Regions from separate parts of the Mus musculus genome. Here regions 2 and 3 are each linked to region 1. The links are chromatin contacts, called in public HiChIP or PLAC-seq maps. All regions are on one chromosome and are shown on one strand. The core of a region is the stretch at or near the end of the contact, and the rest is flanking DNA. Distances in the headings are between cores, read along the strand shown. Region 1 overlaps Gm30881 (a long non-coding RNA gene). Region 2 overlaps Dop1b (DOP1 leucine zipper like protein B). Region 3 overlaps Chaf1b (chromatin assembly factor 1, subunit B (p60)).

Region 1 (4,890 bases), core at 2,033-4,532:
GGAACGGTGGCGGTGGAGTTTAGACAGAATACCAACACTGGGAACTATATCCACCTTCCTGTGCACACAGGAGAGTGAGATTGCTGCTCCTGCACTTGGGGCCAGGGGAGGCACCCCCAGAATCCAGGCAAGGAGGAGTGGCACTGTCCCAGGGAGCCCGAGCAAGGAGTAAGACAGAGGGGACAAAGTTAGTCAGAGCCAGGAACGAGCATGCTGGAAGGAGATAAAGATGGAGTTTCTAGGTGGTGGTGGAGGGGAGAGGGAGTCCAAGGTATAAAACTACATGCCCCCCAGCAAGGCAAGTGCACTATGTCCTCATCCCTGGGTGTGGTCATGGGCTAAGACGGCCATACAGAGAGGGATGTCAATTTCTTCCCACAGGGCTGAGAGAACAGGTGGAGGTTTTAGGTTTCTCTGGCCAAGCCAAAAGGATTTGGTCCCTAACAAGAGGCTATGGGTCTTGAGCCAGGAAGGTGGGTCTTGCCCAGAGAAAGCCGGTGCTCAGTATATCCACAGTGGCTCACCAAGCCCTCCCAGAAGCCTTTCAGCACCTCAACAGTATCTGGGTATTGCTCTCTCCCCTTCATTTTTAGCTATGCTCCCTCAACAAACAGAACTGAGAGAAACATACAGAGACAGAAGGACACCCGGCAATAACGACGGTTGGGTTTGGGGTGGAAGCTGAGAGAACTCACTTCAGAGAGAGAAGCTTGGAATAAAAGAAGCGTTGCTCTCTGCCTGCAGGGAGGCAGCCAGTTCAGGAGCGGGACTCTGTCCCCAGTGGGAGACTGTACACCGTTTTTAAAGGATGGGAACACAAAGTGAGGGAGAGCAGGGTGGCTGTTGCATCGACAAATCATGTTTTGACACAAGGCGTTAAACGAGGAAGTTAATTTTGGTGACTAGGTCATTTCCAGATCATGTGGTTTCAGGGTCCTCAGACAGCGTTTGTATCCAGGTCCCCTCCTGGACTCTGACCTAAAGTCTGTAGCAATAAAGGAACAAAGGAGTGGGCAAGCGGCCCCACAGTCAATTAATCAAGACAGGCAGCACATTTACGACTTGTGTGCCTGAGTTAGATAGCAGGATAAGGGAAACTTCCCTCTGCAAGTCCTTCACTGGTTAACAGACAAATGTGAAACATCTGAAGAAGAAGGTTAGGAGCCTGCAAATATGATCTCACTTTTTCGTTCCTGCTTCCAGGTAGACTTTGTTCCTGAGATGGTTGGACTCGGGAAACTATCTCCTAACGGAGACAAGCAGAAGTGACCATCATGCACTGAGACCAGGGACTCCAATGACAGCTCATGCAGATCCCAGAGGAATTTGGGCTTTGTCCTGCCTTCCTGAGGTGTCCTGTGCAGAAGGTGTCATAAACAGGCTCACTTCTGAAGGGGATTGATCCAGGAGACTTTCTGTAGCATCCTGTTTAGGGCAGAAACGTTGGGAGCCTATGGATCTATAGGAGCAGAGAAGTTCCTGGGACTCAAGAATGTCTCATGGTATATACCCCATAGGAACAATATTTCTCAGGACATCTAAGGCCCCCTGGTGTCCTGGTGTGTCAATGTCTGGAATCTTGCTGCTACCTCCAGAATGTTGGAGGTAAGTCCACCAGAGAACATACACACTCCTTTTTATTTTTTTAAGATGTATTTATTTTATTTGTATGAGTACACTGTAGCTGTCTTCAGAAACACTAGAAGAGGGCATTGGGTCCTATTACAGATTTTTTTTGTTTTTTTGTTTTTTTGTTTTTTTTTTTTTCCCTCACTGTAGAGAAGAACGTTAGGACAAGCAATATGAAGCAGAGTTGCAGTTTATGACACAGATTAAGCACGGGGGTTAATACAAAGAGAGGCACTCTGGGAAAGTCTAATACAACTGTGGTGGATGGGCTTCTCAAGGGAGAGTCGCATCTGTGGACCCTGTGGCTCTCTCAGTTACATTGTCCCCCCCACCCTTGTCGTCCCCCGTCATCGTGCCCCCCCCGCCCCCCCCCCCCTGCCAAGACAGGGTTTCTCTGTATAGCCCTGGCTGTCCTGGAACTCACTTTGTAGACCAGGCTGGCCTCGAACTCAGAAATCCACCTGCCTCTGCCTCTGCCTCCCAAGTGCTGGAATTAAAAGCATGTGCCACCACGCCCCGGCCAGTTACATTGTTTAAAGAGCATAATTTACTACCCATCTGAAAAAGGTTAAACAAAGCTTAAACCTTAAGAAAAAGCTTTGTGCTTGTTGACTTGATTTCCTTCTGACTTTCCTTTTGTGAACGGAACTGTTCCCATGGCTCCTGGAAGTGTGTAGCTAGGTTTTAGACACAGTATCAACAGGTTGAAACTCAGGGTTACAAATCTTCTGACCCCAAGTGAGCACAGTATGGATGTAAGAAGAAACGAGAATGGAAAGAATGTGATTGCTCCTATGTATGGTAGAGGAGGAGGTTTATCATCATCATCATCATCCATTATTATTATCACTGAGGTAGGGTTTCTCTGTGTAGCCCTGGCTGTCTTAGAACTCACTCTGTAGACCAGGCTGTTCTCAAACTTTCAGAGATCTGCTTGTCTCTGCCTTCCGAGGGCTGGGATTAAAAGTCTGCTCCACAACGCCCGGCAGGAGAAGGTTTATTACAGATAAAAGGGACGGCATAATCAGAGGCAGGGACTTCCGGAAGAGCCTAGAGTGGACACCTGATTCTGAGCCATGTGAGAGGAGGGAGGACTCAGGAAGGGAGAGGAGAGAGAAGGGAGCCGGCTGTAATATCCAGGATGTCCAAAAGAGGAGCAGTAACCAAGATGGTTGGATTCTCTAGGGATGAGCAGCAGCCCAGTCAGCTGGACTAGAGAAGTTTAGGGGAGGGGGGAGGGCATGCAGACCAAAGGATTCTGGGAGAACCTGGGAGCCAAGTTCACTTTGATATGTTAAGAAGGCATCTCAAGCGTTTGTTTTTGCTATGTGTGAGCTGTCTTTAGGAACATATATTATCTCTGCAGATATGTGGCTTTTTACCAGTGGCATTGAGTGGTATTCCTTGACACTCATCAAGGAAGGCAACTGGCTCCCAGGTTCAGTGGATTGGCCCCATTCTACTTCATTTCCTTCTGTGCCTTCCTCCTCCTCTATGCTGTGGCCCCAGCTTTGGCGGGTTTCCAGGAAGTCAGAGATGGGTGGTGTGGCCCAAGAAACCAGAACAAACCAGCTTTCGCTGTAGCTGTAGCGGATGCCTCTTTCCTGTTCCGCTTTCTCGGAGCTGAGGTTGAGAGTGCAGAGTTCTAAAGTCTGAGAGAGTTTGGTTTCAGTTCCTGGCTCTGCTCTGAGCCTTGGCTCTGCTGCCTTAGAAATGCTAACAGGACAGTAAGAATCGAAACCTTGCAAGTGAGGCGGGCCCGGTAGGAGGGATCTCTTCATGCCTGCACACACAGCCTTCACTCACACCAACACCCTTGAAGGTCTTTGTCTCCTAAACGCTGGCCTGTTAGAAGAATACCAAGAGTGTTGCTATTTGTGCCTGTTACCCTCGGCCAGCACCGCCCCTGCCAAAACACTGCTTGTCTCAGTGTAGTGGTTCTTTGGGTCAATTTCACCACTTCTGGGAGGAATTGAACTGGCTTCAATGTGGGTATTGAAACTCGTTCATTAGGAAGAAAGAAAATATCAACCCGAGGCACCGAGAGCCTGGAGATGTGGCTGGGTTGGCAGAGGGCTGGCTTAGCCCTGGGTTTGAGCTCCTTCCTATACAGAGTGGTCATGAGAATCATCGCACACAGCTGTGATCATCACATGTAAAAGGTGGAGGCAGGAAGATAGATGACTCCGTACCAAAAACAAAACAAAACAGACAAAACAAAACCTAGAAGCTGAGGTATGGACGTCTGCCAGGACAGAGCATGCTGTGAAAGCCAATCAAGCTCAGTTAGCCCGAGCCCTCACGCCACCCTTCAGGCCTTTGCCGCAGGGAACATCTGCATGCACATCTTCTTTGTGATGCCTTTTAAAAAAATTTCCCCTTGGATAAGTTTATGTAGGAGGAACCGGTAATAAATATAGATTAAGTAGTATGTGTTTGCAGAAATCGGTAAAGCTCTTTTAGATACCTGTTAGGTCACAGGTCCTCCATTTGTTTAGAAATCAGCTCAAACTAGACTATAGGGTTTGTGGTGGTTAGAAAAAAGCCAGCCAGCATTTCTCTGGAACTTGTGAAATGGGCTTTCCATCCCCCCCCCCCCCCGCCCCCAAGAGGCCCTCCCCAAGCTGTGCACTCCCTTGTCTTTACAGCCCTATGCTTGGTCCTCCCTGAGGTCTTACAGCCCCCTCCCCACTCCCCGCCCCTCACACCTTTCTCTCCTCTAGACACTTCCAAATGCCTCTGGATTGTCCCCCCCCCCCCCAAAAAAAAACCCACAAAACAAAACACACCTTTCCCCTAATGGAGCAGTCATGTTGGCAGTTTCTTTACTGCACCCCATTGCATAGCATATGATATCAAGAAGAGAAAAGGTGCTTGTCTTACTTAGGATTTCTATTGTTAGGATGAAATGTCATGACCAAAAAGCAAGTTGAGAAAGAAAGTGTTTATCTGGCTCACGATTCCATATCACTGCTCATCATCAAAGCAAGTCAAGGACCAGAATTCAAACTGGGCAGGAGCTGACTGCCTGGGGCGGAGGCTGACGAGGGCTGGGGGCTGACGGGGACCGGGCTGACGGAGTCAGAGGACACGGAGGGTGCTGCTCACTGGCTTGCTCCTCATGGATTGCTCGGCTCTGCTTTTTTGCTGGGCCCTCCTCCATCAATTGCTAATTGAGAAAATACCCTACAGCTAGATTTTTTTTTTTTTTGGAATTATTTATTTTATATATGTGAGTGCACTGTAGCTGTCTTCAGACAC
Region 2 (4,463 bases), core at 899-3,398, 66 kb after region 1:
AGTATTTATCAAAAAAGTATGAGCATTGGTCTTCGTAAGAATTTGAAATTTCAGATTTTGGCACAATGGTATTTCCTTTAATGTCTGAACCTATAAAAGAATAAACACCACAAGCTGTAAAAAGATACGGTATTGTGCAAAAGCTTCCTGCTGTGGTATTTTAGTAAGTACAATTCCTTCAACAGACAGGCAAAGTCAGACAGAGTCACACCTCCCTTCTCAGGGAGGGGCATGCAGTAGGAAGTGCCCTCCACGGAGCCGCATCTGACAGTGGTGTCCTGGCTAAGGAGCAGGCAGGGAGACTCCCAGCCCAGCCAGCATCAGCCTAGTTTGCCCAACCACTCACTGCCCTTCTACAGCATGTTTATAGCTGCAACAGAGGTCGTTCTCCATTGGGATTGACTTCCCCAGCACTACCTGACAGCAAGGCAGACCGCCTGCCTGCCTGCCTGTCTGTCTGCATGCCCTCATCTGGGCTCTGGGTCAGTTAGTGCATCTTCAGGATAAGGAAGACCATCCTTGTGGAATAAGCAGAAACTCGAGGTTCCCAGTCACAGATAAGCAAGGCCTGGCACTTTCCCTATACACAGACTGCCACCTTCCTCCTCCTCCTCCTCCTCCTCCTCCTTCTCCTCCTCCTCCTTCTCCTCCTCTTCCTCCTCCTTCCTTTTCTTCTTCAAGACAGAGTTCCTTTGTGCAGTGCTGGCTGTCCTATAGACCAAGCTGGCTTCAAACTCGGAGATCTACCTGCCTCTGCCTCCTGATTGCGGGAGATTAAAGGCGTGTACTACCACCCAGCTAGAATCCCATGTTCTAACAGATGAGCACTTACAAACTCATCCTTCAAAAAACAACCAAATAAATCTTAAAGAGGGCCTGGAGCATGCCTCAGAGGTTAAGAGCACATACTGTTTTTGCAGAGACCTGAGATCAGCTCCCAGCACCCATGGTACGAGGCTCACAACAGCATGTAACTCCCTGCTCCGGGAAATATGGCAGCTTCCTCTGGCCTCTGTAGGCACTGCACTTATATGCTCAAATACAGTCAACATTCATATGTTCTCACACACACACACACACACACACAATTTTTTTTTTTTTTTTTTTTTTTTTTTTTTTTTTTTTTTGGTTTTTCGAGACAGGGTTTCTCTATAGCCCTGGCTGTCCTGGAACTCACTTTGTAGATCAGGCTGGCCTCAAACTCAGAAATCTGCCTGCCTCTGCCTCCCAAGTGCTGGGATTAAAGGCGTGCACCACCACGCCCGGCCACACATACAATTTTTAGAAAGTCTAAAATTTCCAAAGAGACCCCACCCCCACCCCTGCCCAGTGCTGTATACACTGTCTTGATGCCTGTAATCACAGCACTTGGGAGGCAGAGGCTTGGAGGACCAGAAGTACAAGGTCTAAGGCTCTCCTGTAAATTCAAGGCCAGCCTGAGACACAAGAAATCCTGCCCCCGCCCCCAAAATACCAACAACAAAATATCACGAGCCTGCAGTTACTCATCTTGAAATGAGTGCTCATAGACGCTTCCTTACAGTGACTTTGCACATCTCACAACTAGGGGGAAGTGACAAGGAACACTGAGGCGGATCCTGAGATCAGTGTGGTAAGATCCATATATACCCTGGAGATCAAGGGAAGCTGTGGAGGGGCTGGGGTGAGGCTCAGGGGTCGGGAACCCGCTGAACACACTTGAAGCTTCATGTTCTGTCCACACTGCTTACTTTCTTAACACACATAAATAAACATAGGAAGTTATACATAAAAATGCTTTCCTTTGACCTCTAAGTCCCTGAGCTCTGTTCCTGGGAGTCTTCCGACCAACAGCCAAGGGCTGCCTATAAGTTTGCAAGTTGAATACATAAACACTGCAAGGGATGCAGTCCAGGGATTCTCCTGATCTTGTTATACAGGCTTCTCATTAAATATAATTTAGCTGCAGATTTCTGGTATTTCTGTCTGGCTCTTAAATTGAAACTCATCTGGAATTTTAAAACTTTCCTTACTTTTCTAAGCAAACAAACAAACAAACAGCTGCAGATAACCATAGCTCCCGTAAGAGTTCAATCTCAACTGACCAGGCCTGTGTTAGTCATTGCTGTTTTTCCACAATTCATGATTCAGAGACATCACTAAGGGCATCATTTAGTCCACAAACCAGCTCTGGGGCACATGCTCACACACTGCTCAGTACCTAGTAACCAGGCGTAGAGTCTTCTGTTGAGAGACATGTCCCTTCTCAGGAGTGTCTGGGTGGCAGCTGAGAGGATGTGCACAACATCCCGTCTGAGAAGAGGGATGGCTCGCTCCTCAGGGTCCTATCGGGAGGACGAAGAGAACATTACCTCCAGGGAATGAATGCTGAGCAGGCTTCTAACTTTTGACATGTGGCTTTACTTAACCATCCATCCCCAGAAGATAGCTGTCAAGAGGCTGGCTGTCCCCACACAGCCCCGCCAAAGGAGTCAGTCAATGCCTGCCTGCTGGCATTCCATCTGGAGGGGTAGACTAAGGTACAGGGAGCTGCGGGAACTTTAAGGGAGCTATCAGATACACGAGGTCCCTTCCCAGTGCTATATAAGCAGTATCGCTGCTGGGGAGGAGACTCTTCCATGAAGGCTGTGAGACTCAGAGGGGTATCCAGGGGAGCCTCTGTGTCTCTGAAATGCCAGGGTAGACCCTTCCCTCTATGTCACCCACATTCCTGCTAGTGACCCTAACAAAACCATCGCCTCCCCTGCCCCACCAAGCTGGGTCTAGATGACATCATCCTCTAGCCATTCGTTGTTGCCCTATCTGGCATGAAGAGGCATCTGCTCACCTCTTCCCAGGAGAAGTCACATGATGCCCACAAAACGAGAAAAGGCCATTGATGGTCTGAGGCGAGCAGAGACTGCCAAGTGGCTGAGCAGTCTCCGTGACACCAGCACCTGCCTTTGCCTTTGAAGTGACAGGGAAGTGTCCAGAAGGGCACACACGACTCACCAGGCAGGTATAAAACGGGAAGAAAAACAGGATGATCTCCAGGTTATTTCTTTGCACAAGAACATTGGCGTCTAGCAGTGAAGCACACAGGGATCTCACCTGAAATGACACACCACAGTGCTTGTTCCAGAGACACCTGACACTCTGTGTCTATGCTATGCAGCCATAAAACTAAGTCACCTAGGCTGGGATTCTTGACGTGGCATTAGGCCACACAGGAGATGAGAACAGGGCTCTGAGCTCTAGGGACTATGGGGCTATACGACCATAGGAACCTCACGTAAAACCAAACGAAGACGCATGGTCCAGTGGACCCCAAGTCAAGACAGTACCGACCAAGTAAGTGTCCTCTCTCAATAAAGGCGTCTCTCAGTGCCTCAGGAGGGGACGGGTGCACTGAGGCTGAAAGCCACACACACACAGGCTTGTGGGGCGAACAGGTGATCCATCAGCTGGGAGCAGACAACTAGGAAGTCCTGAACTGGGACTGTGTGAGCCACAGAGCCACAAGCACAGGACAGGTGTGCGCAAAGCCACCCTTTACAAAAGCAATCTCTAAAGAGCTGGTGAGAGTGGGGTAGAGGATGCCGGTGGGAGGGCTGCTGGCCCAAGAGAGACGTAGGCTGGTCAGATGACAAGCAGGCCAGATCCACAGGCAGGAAAGTGGGAGACATGCGCACAGGGATCTCCGATATCCCAGTCACAACCTGAGGGGCTCTTCAATTCCATCACGTGGTCCTAAGAAAGATCTTGTGGGAAAGTTCTACCAACCCTCAGCAGACAGCAACGCCTGCTAGCTCCAGACTTCGTAATCCATTGATTTAATCTGAGAACATTATTTAAAGTTTGGGTCCACTACCAGGTGGTGATAGGAGGCATGGCCGGGTTGGGAAAGATAAAGGTCTGGGATGCTCACATTACAAAATTTATGGGGAGGTTTGGAGCTGCCAGGGAAGGCAGATGACCTTCACGGGCCTGGAGAAGGAGGCTGGGAAACCTGGAGCTTTAGGTGTGAGGGCAGCCAAAGAGGACCGACTGGGGCAGAAAGCAGGGTCAGGAGTCATCAGGACATTGGAGCAGGGGAAGAGGCAGTTTCCACATGAGCAAGGAGGGAGTGACTGACGCAGGGCATGGGAGGAGACGAGACTAGAGGCACATACGGCAGAGGCTGCTGAGTACCTGTGCACACAGCCATTGGCCACGGAGGAGCTATGCTGCCAGGGCGGGAGAGTTGGCTCAGTGGGCAGTCTGTGCTGCACTTCCACAGGACAGGGCCTGGTTTTAGTTCCCAGTACCCATGTCAGCTCCCAGAGTGCCAACATCTTCTTCTGGACTCTACTCTTCTCTCTCTCTCTCTCTCTCTCTCTCTCTCTCTCTCTCTCTCACACACACACACACAAGTATAAAATGTTAAATGGAAAGCAAACCATCCTTATGTATGGCAGCTGCCCCTCACCCTGCTTCACAGCTCA
Region 3 (4,445 bases), core at 302-2,801, 91 kb before region 1:
GGACAGGGAGAGGCACGGCTGGGAACCTGGTCCTCTCCACTGCTTGTTCATTTGTGTTTGTATTGTTTTCATCCGTGGGATCCAGGGAGGTGCTGAGGATCAAACTCAGGTCGGCGGGGTTGGGGTAACCCATTGAGCCTTCTCTCTTGACCCCCTTTTTCTCCTTTTGATTCAGTTCAAGACCCCAAGCCCACAGAATGGTGTTGCCCATGTTAGGGGGCCCTTTCCCACCTCAATAAATGGAATTCCCCCAAGCCCCTCACAGACACGCCAAAGGTTTGTGTCCAAGATCCTGTCAAGTAACAATCAACATCGGGCTGGCGAGATGGCTCCGCGGGTAAGAGCACTGACTGCTCTTCTGAAGGTCCTGAGTTCAAATCCCAGCAACCACATGGTGGCTCACAACCCTCCGTAATGAGATCTGACGCCCTCTTCTGGTGTGTCCGAAGTCAGATCTCATTAGGGACTGTAGCAGTGTACTTAGATATAATAATAATAAATAAATCTTAAAAAACAACAAAAAAAATCAATATAACCACCATAGAAGGGCTTAAAAAAATGGCGTCTTGCCCGGCACTGTGGAACACGTTGTTAATACCACCGCTCAAGAGGCAGAAGCGGGGGGGGGGGGGTCTTTGTCAGTTCAAGGACAACTGGGATGACATAGAAATATCCCACCTCAAAAAAACCTCCAATAATAATAATAAACCATAATAATAATAAAACCATAATAATAATACAAAGATTAAAAATGGCTTCTTTGCTGTCTTCTTTCAACTAGGGAAGCTGGCAGAAGCCCATGGGACATTAGGAGCTCTTATAACGCTTTTGTCTGAACTGTTGTTGAAAGCTCTGTGATTTTAAAAATAAACTCATCTTTTTTTATCGGGCATATTTATACATGACCTATGTCCTGATATTTTATTAAAACTTACATCGGCATTTCTAACAGATTGGTGTGATTTGGGGGGGGGGGTACATTTGTAAGTACATGTGTGCAAGAAGAGAGGGAGGACCCAGCTCTGGCTGGAGAAATAAAAGGAGACCCTGGGAACGCAGAGGCCCCAGGAGTAAGTTCTCAGACTGCTGTGGAAACCACATACCCAGCTGTGACTTAGGCTGAGCCAACCAGAAAGGTGTGACATTGAGCACTGAGCAGCCAGCTGCACCTCACCTCTCTGTGCCCCTGTGCGGGCTGGGTTTATGTCAACTTGACAAGAGTCATCTAAGAGGAGCAAGCCTCAATTTTAAAAATGTCTCCATGAAGCCGGGCGTGGTGGCACACGCCTTTAATCCCAGCACTCGGGAGGCAGAGGCAGGCGGATTTCTGAGTTCGAGGCCAGCCTGGTCTACAAAGTGAGTGCCAGGACAGCCAGGGCTACACAGAGAAAACCTGTCTCGGAAAACAAACAAACAAACAAACAAACAAACAAAAAATGCCTCCATGAGATCCAGCTGTAGGGCATCTTTTTAGTGAGCAATGCAGGTGGGCCCAGCTCTTTGTGGGTGATGTCACGTGCCCTCCCCCAACCTTGAGTGGGCTGATTCAGACCTTGTGTTTGCCACAGCCGGGGTGGAGTCTTCCGACCTAGCTAAAGTCTATTGTCTGCCACACCTGCAGCTTCCTGCAAGAAGCCACTACCTGCAGAGCAGCCTCAGCTGGCTGCCCTGCCGAGATCCTGACAAGGGAACAAGATCCTGGCATATGGGGGATGGGTTTCCCCCCTTTTTGAGTTCAGACTCAAAAGTAAATATTGAGCCTTGATCAGAGAACTTTGTCTCGCTGTCCTTCCCATCCATCCACAGCTTTCCTTTTAGGAACCCAGGAGCCCGTGGCCACTGGCGGCTACAATGCCATCCCTGGGCTGGTGTTCCTGGGTTTTATAAAAAAGCAAGCTGAGCAAGCTAGGAAACAGCACCCCTCCATAGCCGGCCTCCAGGCTCCTCCTCCCTGAGAGAAGAACAAATGGGCCTCTCCTGGCTCCATGGTGTCTCTTGGGCTGCAGAGACAGTTCCCTCCACCCAGGATGGGGAGCTGGAAAGTCTGAAGGTCCCCTCTCCCCAAGGATGTTTAGCCTGGAAAAAAAGGCCAATAGAAGTGCAGGCAGCTGCGAGGGGCTGCGGAGGGAAGGGCCTGCTGTGTGAGAATCAGCAGCAGGCACAGATTGACCTACAAGTGCTTTGGGTCGTATGTATGCTCCAAGGGGCATCGGGATGTGGGGATTCTACTCAAGGTGACCCAGGAGGCCAACCAGCCGGACTCAGGCTACCATCTGCTCTCTGGTCCAGGCTGGTTTACCTCACTGAACCTCGCGCACTTGCTCAGTTCCCAGCACTGGCCCGAGTTGGTAGCTAATTTGGGAGGTTGAGTTGGAGAGTTTTTAGATGCAATTAAGGGTTAAATCCCTGGAGGTTAATGGTACCCACTGCCTCTGCAGAGGGTCCCAAGTTTAGTTCCCAGTTTCCCCCAAGGCAGCTCATCACCACCTGTAATTCCTGTTCCAGGAGATCAGACACCCTTTTCTAGCCTTCCTGGGCACCCATGTGATCCACATACATACATGCAGGCAAAACACTCATGCATAGCAAATATTCTTAAATTTTAAAATTCCTCAAGTCTGAGCAAGCCATCTGGTGCAAGCAAGCATGGCGCTTTGGAACTGCTCCAGCTGCTGAGGGCTGAATTCACCCCTCCCCAGCCCCCGTCCAGGCAGGAGCAGAGCCTGCAGCAGCCGCCTGTTCACTACCAACCTACCCAGGTCTGTGTACACCCTTATCAACAGTTCTGTGGAGTCCCTCGGGTAGTTACATCTGGATGTGTTATGGAGTTACGGAGGCCAAAGATCCCACTTGCCCTTCAGTGGGGTGTCCTCCAGTTACCGCGCAGCTCCCCTAAGGGTAGCAAGCTCTCAATGCTGGTTGCCCTGAAGAGTGTGCTGTGCCTGGCTCACCCACAGTACCTGACTCTGAACGAGTGAAACACAAATCCACACAGGAACTGATGTTATCTTGTTTTCTGAGCCCATCCCACTGTGATCCAAAGGTGCTGCCACCAGATCCACAACTCTAGACAAGGGCAGGCTCAGACGGAGGGTCAAGCAAGGCAGCCAACCATCAAGCCCTCTGAGCGGAGTCAGTGGGCACAGTGACCTCCAGTGGCCATTGGAAGCACTGCATGCTCTCACTTGAATTTCTCATTTGTAGGACAGATGGCCCCTGTCTTCTCCTAGCCCTCCTCTCTACCAAGAGTGTAAAGTCTGTCAAGTGAAGGGATTAGGGTGCAGAGCAGGTTTCCCAGTCTCAGAAACTCATCCAAAAGAGGCCTTTGCCTAGCATAATACGCAGAGACCCATGGGAAGGGGTGACTGAACAAGGGCATGCAGGCTGCTACAGCGAAGTCAGCACACACACTTTTTCTATGTGAACCAATTCATGAGTGTTTATTTGGCCACCATCACCAGCCTTCGAGCTTTGGCCTTGCCTCCTCTGCACGCAGGTGCATAGCAGGCTCAGACAGTCTTGGAAGAGTCATCAGGGGCCAGGTTTTGGGCATCTCCTTCACGTTCCTCAAGCCTGGGTCTCTTCAGTTCAGGAGGCTCCTCCGGTGGCTCCCCAGGAGCCTCTGAAACATTGACAGACTTAAGGTTAGCAAGCAGGGAGGGCTTCTGTGAGTCAGGGTGACATGAAATAAGGAGGCAAGTGGGGCTGGAGAGATGGCTCGGCGGTTAAGAACACTGACTGCTCTTCCAAAGGTCCTGAGTTCAAATCCCAGCAACCACATGGTGGCTCACAACCACCCGTAATGAGATCTGATGCCCTCTTCTGGTGTGTCTGAAGACAGCTACAGTGTACTTACATATAATAAATAAATAAATCTTTAAAAAAAACACACACACACACATTAAAAAAAAAAAGGCACAAGTGGCCCAGTGAGACGCTGACTACAGCTAGGAGGAATAATGGATCTACACAGCTGGTTCTCGTGTCAAGAGACAGACGTCTGCGACACTGAGGATGTGACAGGGTAAGAGGTAGGTAGCATCAGTGTGTAAGAAGTGGCTGTTCTTCCAAAGGTCCTGAGTTCAATTCATGGCAGTTCACAACTGTCTGTAATTCCATTTCCAGGGGATCTGAAACCCTCATACAGACATACACGAACACCAGCATTTAAAATAAACAAATAAATAAATAGGTGGCATCAGGGATGCTATTAATCCCTCTACAACACTAATCATCTGCCCCAAACACAAGCTGTCATGAAGTGGGGAGACCCATCCCTCCAGAAACCACGACTGCTCAGTGCACAGGGTTACTTTCCTACGTTTGTCCAAAGGACGGTCCCAAAAAGACAGTCTGGCCTTCCGAGAGCTGACCTAAAGTCAGGTGTGTGTTAGCTTCCAGAAGAATACATCTCTAAACCCTCCCTTACCTGGCTGGACCTCTTC

Evidence for each region. HiChIP or PLAC-seq counts read pairs in DNA pulled down with a chosen protein or histone mark.
Region 2: a contact with region 1 is called in an H3K27ac HiChIP or PLAC-seq map of the HPC-7 cell line, with 5 times the contacts expected there. The contact joins two enhancer-like sites. A contact is called at or near these places in 1 of 484 Hi-C or Micro-C datasets (the AML12 cell line), 5 of 115 datasets of contacts at active chromatin or transcription factors (CD8 T cells, the HPC-7 cell line, the SCID.adh cell line and 2 more) and 4 of 9 other capture datasets (adipose tissue, embryonic stem cells, liver and 1 more).
Region 3: a contact with region 1 is called in an H3K27ac HiChIP or PLAC-seq map of embryonic stem cells, with 9 read pairs. The contact joins two enhancer-like sites. A contact is called at or near these places in 1 of 484 Hi-C or Micro-C datasets (B cells), 6 of 115 datasets of contacts at active chromatin or transcription factors (the 230-238 cell line, the HPC-7 cell line, embryonic stem cells and 1 more) and 3 of 9 other capture datasets (adipose tissue, liver and pancreatic islet).

The regions. Positions count from the first base shown.
Region 1 is chr16:93,814,938-93,819,827 of GRCm38.p6, reverse strand. All of the region lies in intron 1 of Gm30881 (a long non-coding RNA gene), which reads left to right. Among named protein-coding and RNA genes, the nearest start is that of Morc3, 15 kb to the left of the region's middle. Within about 2 kb of position 3,282, at least 237 of the 459 cell types and tissues checked have an H3K27ac peak or open chromatin away from gene starts, as enhancers often do. A contact at or near this core is called in the HPC-7 cell line, embryonic stem cells and memory CD8 T cells, where this site is marked.
Region 2 is chr16:93,747,751-93,752,213 of GRCm38.p6, reverse strand. Dop1b (DOP1 leucine zipper like protein B) reads right to left here. Exons shown (of 37, transcript NM_027293.1): 6 at 2,992-3,090; 7 at 2,201-2,324; 8 at 1-90. Among named protein-coding and RNA genes, the nearest start is that of Dop1b, 38 kb to the right of the region's middle. Within about 2 kb of position 2,148, at least 31 of the 459 cell types and tissues checked have an H3K27ac peak or open chromatin away from gene starts, as enhancers often do. A contact at or near this core is called in the HPC-7 cell line, where this site is marked.
Region 3 is chr16:93,905,082-93,909,526 of GRCm38.p6, reverse strand. Chaf1b (chromatin assembly factor 1, subunit B (p60)) reads right to left here. Exons shown (of 14, transcript NM_028083.4): 13 at 4,430-4,445; 14 at 3,421-3,622. The coding sequence ends at 3,510. Among named protein-coding and RNA genes, the nearest start is that of Gm31012, 22 kb to the left of the region's middle. Within about 2 kb of position 1,551, at least 63 of the 459 cell types and tissues checked have an H3K27ac peak or open chromatin away from gene starts, as enhancers often do. A contact at or near this core is called in embryonic stem cells and memory CD8 T cells, where this site is marked.